2 separate regions of the Mus musculus genome follow, and region 1 is linked to region 2. The links are chromatin contacts, called in public HiChIP or PLAC-seq maps. All regions are on one chromosome and are shown on one strand. The core of a region is the stretch at or near the end of the contact, and the rest is flanking DNA. Distances in the headings are between cores, read along the strand shown. Region 1 overlaps Dram1 (DNA-damage regulated autophagy modulator 1). Region 2 has its middle 130 kb from the start of Pah.

The links. HiChIP or PLAC-seq counts read pairs in DNA pulled down with a chosen protein or histone mark.
Region 1: an H3K4me3 HiChIP or PLAC-seq map of bone marrow-derived macrophages shows a contact between it and region 2, with 5 times the contacts expected there. The contact joins two enhancer-like sites. A contact is called at or near these places in 6 of 115 datasets of contacts at active chromatin or transcription factors (bone marrow-derived macrophages, embryonic basal ganglia, embryonic limb bud and 3 more) and 3 of 9 other capture datasets (embryonic stem cells, liver and macrophages).

What each region holds. Positions count from the first base shown.
Region 1 is chr10:88,348,726-88,351,425 of GRCm38.p6, reverse strand. The region is part of intron 1 of Dram1 (DNA-damage regulated autophagy modulator 1); the gene reads left to right. Among named protein-coding and RNA genes, the nearest start is that of Dram1, 7.0 kb to the left of the region's middle. Within about 2 kb of position 1,410, at least 35 of the 459 cell types and tissues checked have an H3K27ac peak or open chromatin away from gene starts, as enhancers often do. A contact at or near this core is called in bone marrow-derived macrophages, where this site is marked.
Region 2 is chr10:87,647,641-87,650,705 of GRCm38.p6, reverse strand. No RefSeq gene overlaps it. Among named protein-coding and RNA genes, the nearest start is that of Pah, 130 kb to the right of the region's middle. Within about 2 kb of position 1,440, at least 6 of the 459 cell types and tissues checked have an H3K27ac peak or open chromatin away from gene starts, as enhancers often do. A contact at or near this core is called in bone marrow-derived macrophages, where this site is marked.

The sequences.
Region 1 (2,700 bases), core at 161-2,660, 700 kb before region 2:
AAAGGAAATGTTAGCATGCACCAGGTCCTAGAGTAATCACCAGCCTCTCAAATAAAGAGACTCATAAAAAATGTTTGTTGCAGAGGGCCACTGAGGTCAGTAAGACATTATAAAAATATTACTGGCATATTTTCCCCCTGTGTTTTTAATATTTTAAACAAATTGGCTCTCTACCCTACTCTTAAATTTACAACATGAAATCAGACACCAGCTACTTGTAGAACGTTGGAGTCATATAACATGCGTGTGTGTGTGTGTGTGTGTGTGTGCATTGTGAGCCCATTTAATGCGAGCGCATCAAAACCAAGAATAAATAAAAGCCACCCTCACGGGATTAGGCCACACCCACATTCTCAAGCACAGCCAACCAGGCTTAATTTGGAGCGTGTCTTTTCCTTCTCTAGGTTCTGGGGTATCAGTTTATCCATATGGGCTTCCATCCACAACCTCTAGGCTACCTTCTTAAAGGGTGCCCTACCTTGGAAGTGTGCTTGTATCTCACACATGATCCTCCACACCAAAACTCCACAGTTTTGTTGGTTCTGGGTCCCAGCCAGGCCTTTTGTAAGGACTGTTTACGAGGAGTCTGGTTTTGCTCAATAGATTATGCAGCATTTAACCACCTATGTTGTTCCTCATGACCCTAATTCCTGCTCAATAAACAAGTGGCAGAAAATTGGGCTACCTGTAGAATTCAGACACTTTAAAGTGGGATCCAGAGTTGCAGAGTAAATGACATAAAAAGGTTGATCCGGTTTTTAATTTCAAAATCAAAAACACGGCAGGATGCGGCTTAATGTCTTTCATCACAGCGCTGGGGAGGCACAGGCAGGTGAATCCCTGTGAATCTGAAGCCGGCCTAGGCTACATAGCACGAGCCTGTCTTAAGGAAAAATTGAGTGTGGTGGCTTGTACTTATAATCTCAGCACATGAGAGGCAGGGGGAGGTGGATTACTGTCAGTTCAAGGCCAGCCTAGTCTCTATAGTGAAAGCCTATTGAGACAGGGTTACAGAATGAGACACAGCTTTCAAAATAAAAACAAAAGACCCAACACAAAGTAGTTAGTATTGTTACTTGAGGGAGAGAGGGGGGTGGGAGGGAGAGAGAGAGGGAGAGAGAGAGAGAGAGGGAGAGAGAGAGAGGGAGAGAGAGAGAGAGGGAGAGAGAGAGAGGGAGAGAGAGAGAGGGAGAGAGAGAGAGAGAGAGAGAGAGAGAGAATTCTTTAAAAAGTGACTTGCCCAAGGCTTTACAAGTAGGAAGACAGGCTGAACATTTACAACTATCTAAAACTAATTTCAATCGACCAATGGACGTGGTTAGGAACTCTCCCCTGCTGGCTTATACAATGCCTCCTTAAGCATTTCCCCATTGTCCTGCAAGCACAGCCTTACATGCTTGCGGTTAGAGTTTTTCCGGGCTCTTCTGGAGCCATTGTTGAGGAGTTCGGCTTACGACAGCTCTTTAGTGTGTTCTCGAAAGACTGAAATGTCAAGAGGTCTTTAAAGTGTAGCTCTCCTGTTTTCAAGTTGAGATGAAAGGTTGAACGTTAACAGCTAACCCAGTCCTGGCAGGAGTTTTTGCCTTTTTGGAAGCAGACAGAATTCCCTAGGCTGGCCTCTAACTCCGGATCCTCCTGCTTTAGCGCCTCCGTGTTGGGATTTACAGGCACAAGCTGTCTTTCTTAGCCACTCCTCCACTGCCTTTATTTTTATATTTATTTAGTTATTTATCATATATGGTGCCTACGCCAGTGAATGCCAGTGTATATACCCAGAGGCCTTATTCCATTGAGACACAGTCTCTCACTGAACCTGGCCTTAGACTTATAAGCCTCAGTCTGAACACGAATGATACACCTTGTGCTGGGCATCTACACTCCCAACTGAGCCATCAGCCCTGGCTTTAGATAATGGGAAATCACATGTATCTGCTGATAAAGAATCATTTGGCCATGCTTAGGAAAGTCATGCATGTGTTCTTTGTATTGTTCCAGCATTAAGTGATTGTTCACTGCCTTAGCAAAAATTTAGTTTGGAGTATGTTCCTCAGATTTCTTGGAATCATCCAAAGTTGGCTTAACATATATAAATGTAAACACAGGAAATGTGCTCATAATTGATTTCCCAGTTACACCTTGTTTTGGAATTACTGTGTGTATGATGGCTTCAACAGCTTCTAAACCATGGGCAAAGGAAACATTATTTACTCTCATCCAGCTGCTACCATGAATATCTCCTTAAGAAGACCAGTAAAGTGGATGAGGCCAGGGCAGGACCAAGCATTCTGGGAAGCCATGTGATGAAAGAATGAAGTGCTTGGGAATAAGAAAGGTGGGTCTCAGCTAGATTGGAAAGCAACTGGTCTGCCTTCTCACATTCCCAGTTTCTTGAATCAGGCACCCAGATATACCTATGTCGCCCAAATACATCCCTCAGTATCTGTGAAGGACTGGTTCCTAGACAGCCTCAGGTTGCAAGAATCTGAGGATACTGAAGTCAGTGGCTGCTCAATGTGTTGGGGTTTGCCTACAACCCCACACAGCATCCTGTATACTTTAAGTCATCTCTACATTACTTAGGATACAAGGTAAACACTATGAAAAAAGCCCGTGAACAATATTGTTTAGGGGATAGCGACAAGGGTATTCAGTACACATGCATTTCAAAATGTGTTTTGGATTCTTGCTTGGTTGAATCCC
Region 2 (3,065 bases), core at 191-2,690:
AATATGGTGGCCATGAACTTGCACTGTTAATTAGGTTCTCCTGTTGCTGGTTAGGACTTCTCCACAGGTCTTTCTCTTCTTAGAAGACAAAAGATTTGACAATACCTGTCTCCAGTCAGTGTAGCCTGTTTGCTGCCAAGCATCCATTCCGTGGTTCTCAATGTTTGTAGTGTATGTTAAGTTTCCCAGAAGACCTGAGTAATAGAGAACTTATTGGGTACTGTACTCAAGATTCTGATTCCCAGCACCTGGGACTGGGCCAGGGAATCTGCATTTCTTACAAACTGCTGGTGACAATGACACTAGGTTTACTGCTGTAAACACTCAAGGAGGAATGGCCACTTTTGATTTCTTTCTCCATAGAATTGACCCTCGGCTCTCATGGTTTCTCACACCAATGTTGCCCACACCAGTCACTGTGAATCTTCCTGGGAGTCCATTTCAACTGCTGCTCCTTTTGAGGGGTTAAATATGTGCCAGCCATTCTTTAAGTAGGACTGGACTAATTTCATTCTTACGATCATACCAACATTAGAACAAAACTGAAACCCAGAGAGAATGAATGACTTGCCCAAGGTCACACAGCTTGTGAACAGTATAGCTGGAGTCCAGATCCAACGTATTTGACTCAGAGCTTGGTTGTCATGTAATTGATAGATCAAGCTGGGACTTGTACGGAAGTGTATGAAAAGACTATTAATGAATGCCACAGGAAAAGACATAAACTAGGACTGTTGTAGGTGAGCCTACATGTAAGGTTATCCAAAGGGAGTTTGCACAGACTCTTGAACCGGAGATAGAGGCAGAATGGCTAGAGTTGGGTATAGTTAAAGAAACACTTGTGTTCATGCAGAAGCTTGTATACAACGGAGTTTATCAGTTTCCACTCTATTTCACCCACCGTTATACTTCATGTAGAGCAAAACAAGGAAAGTCTGCCTGCCTGCCTGCCTGTCTCTGTCTGTCTGTCTGTCTGTCTGTCTCTGTCTCTGTCTCTCTGTCTCTCTGTCTCTCTGTCTCTGTCTCTCTCTCTGTCTCTCTGTCTCTCTCTGTCTCTCTCTGTCTCTCTCTGTCTCTCTGTCTCTCTCAGTCTCTCTCTGTCTCTCTCTGTCTCTCTCTCTCTCTCTTTCCTCCCCTCCCCGGGTTGCTTCCAGTCACAAGCCTGTAGAAATGCAACTTGAGGGCTTAGTCCTTTAGGTATGGAAGTAGAGACATTTTAGAAGAGAAGATGAACTATGGCTTTCAAGAACTTCTGGATTCAGGGATTATGTGCAAAATCCTGCCCATCAGGGTGGTTTTTATATAAGAGAAGCAGCTGTTGGGCCCTTAGCCCTCTTTGATTTACAAAAAAAGAAAGGGTAATCCATCAGATTTTTCCCCCCTCTGTCCCAAGTGCAGGAATTTCTAAAGAGGCTCAACACTACCCTCTAGTGTGCAAAACAAGAAGGCCTGGACCTCAAGGAGCATTTATGATAAAGGCAGCTGGAAGAAGAGATGATTAAGACAAGAGAGAAACGTCTCTAAGACTGCCCCACCTGGGGATCCACCCCATAAAAAACCACCAAACTCAGACACTATTGCAGATGCCAACAAGATTTGCTGACAGGAGCCTGATATAGCTCTCTCCTGAGAGGCTCTGCCAGTGCCTGGCAAATACAGAAGTAGATGCTCACGGTCATCCATTGGACAGAGCACAGGGTTCACATTGAAGGAACTAGAGAAAGTACCCAAGGAGCTGAAGGTGTTTGCAGCCCTATAGGAGGAACAACAATATGAACTAACCAGTACCCCCAGAGCTCCCTGGGACTAAACCACCAATCAAAGAAAACACATGGTGGGACTCATGTCTCTAGTTGCATATGTAGCAGAGGATGGCCTAGTCATCAATGGGAGGAGAGGCTCTTGTTCTTGCAAGATATATAAGGGAATGCCAGGGCCAGAAATCTGGAATGGGTGGGTTGGGGAGCAGGGGGAGGGGGAGTGGATAGGGGATTTTAGGAGAGGAAACTAGAAAAAGAGATAACATTGAAAATGTAAATAAAGAAAATATCTAATATAGAAAATAAGAGTCTTATGGGCCCTCTGAACTAGAAAGGTTCTTAAACATGAAGACCTAAGATGATGCTTCTGATATAGCAGAGCAGTCTGTGAAGTGTACCCTGCAATACCTTCATCCACACAGGAGAATGGGCTAGAAGGACACTCTACAACGTGATACTAGCCACCTCCTGGTCCCACCACAGTAACAGAGTTACTAAAGCTTCCATAGAGATATGGAAAGCTGTGTAGAACTTATTACCTGGACACTGCTGACCACTGAACTCTCCTGTCCTCCAAAGATGCCATGTTACTTGCTGGGCAATTGCTATTGACAGAAACAGAAGAAAGCACTTACCCGAGGACCCTATATGATAGACGCCTTGACACATAGGCTCTGATTTTTCTGCTTTGTTCACTGGAGATCATGTTCTGTAGTAGAGCTAAAACTTAGAATGAAATGACTGGATGATGACTGAATCCAAACTTCTTGTCAGTGGTGCCGAGGCCTGGAGGATCCTGCAAAGCACCAGGAAGCCATGTGACGCCTCCAGCAGGGTGGACAGTCTTCTCTCGGGTCCGTGTGTCCCTTGCACTCTGTTCTCCCCTTCTTTCTCTACCACAGTTCAACTCTATCTAAGACTTATTCCATGAGCCCATCTCTTCAAATTTGCTCATAAACTTTGGAACATTTCCTTTCTGACTGTTGATAAAAATTGCCCTTCTGTCTATTTATAAAAACAAACAAACAAACAAACAAAAACACATAGCCTCCTGCCTATGCACAAGTCAGTTCTAAAGAACACAGGAATGAAAAGAGGCAAAGACCATACCTTGGATGGACTGGCAGTTTCTAGAGCTAGACAAGAATGTGAAAACAAGACAGAGTTACAATTAATCAGTTCTTCTAAGGAAGATCTCTGAAGATGAGGACAGAGGAAGTGATATGCATGCTGCCTTACCGATCATGCCCAGTCATGGTCTCTCCATGATGACAAGTAGTGCCTGCACAGCCTGCCTCATGGTAA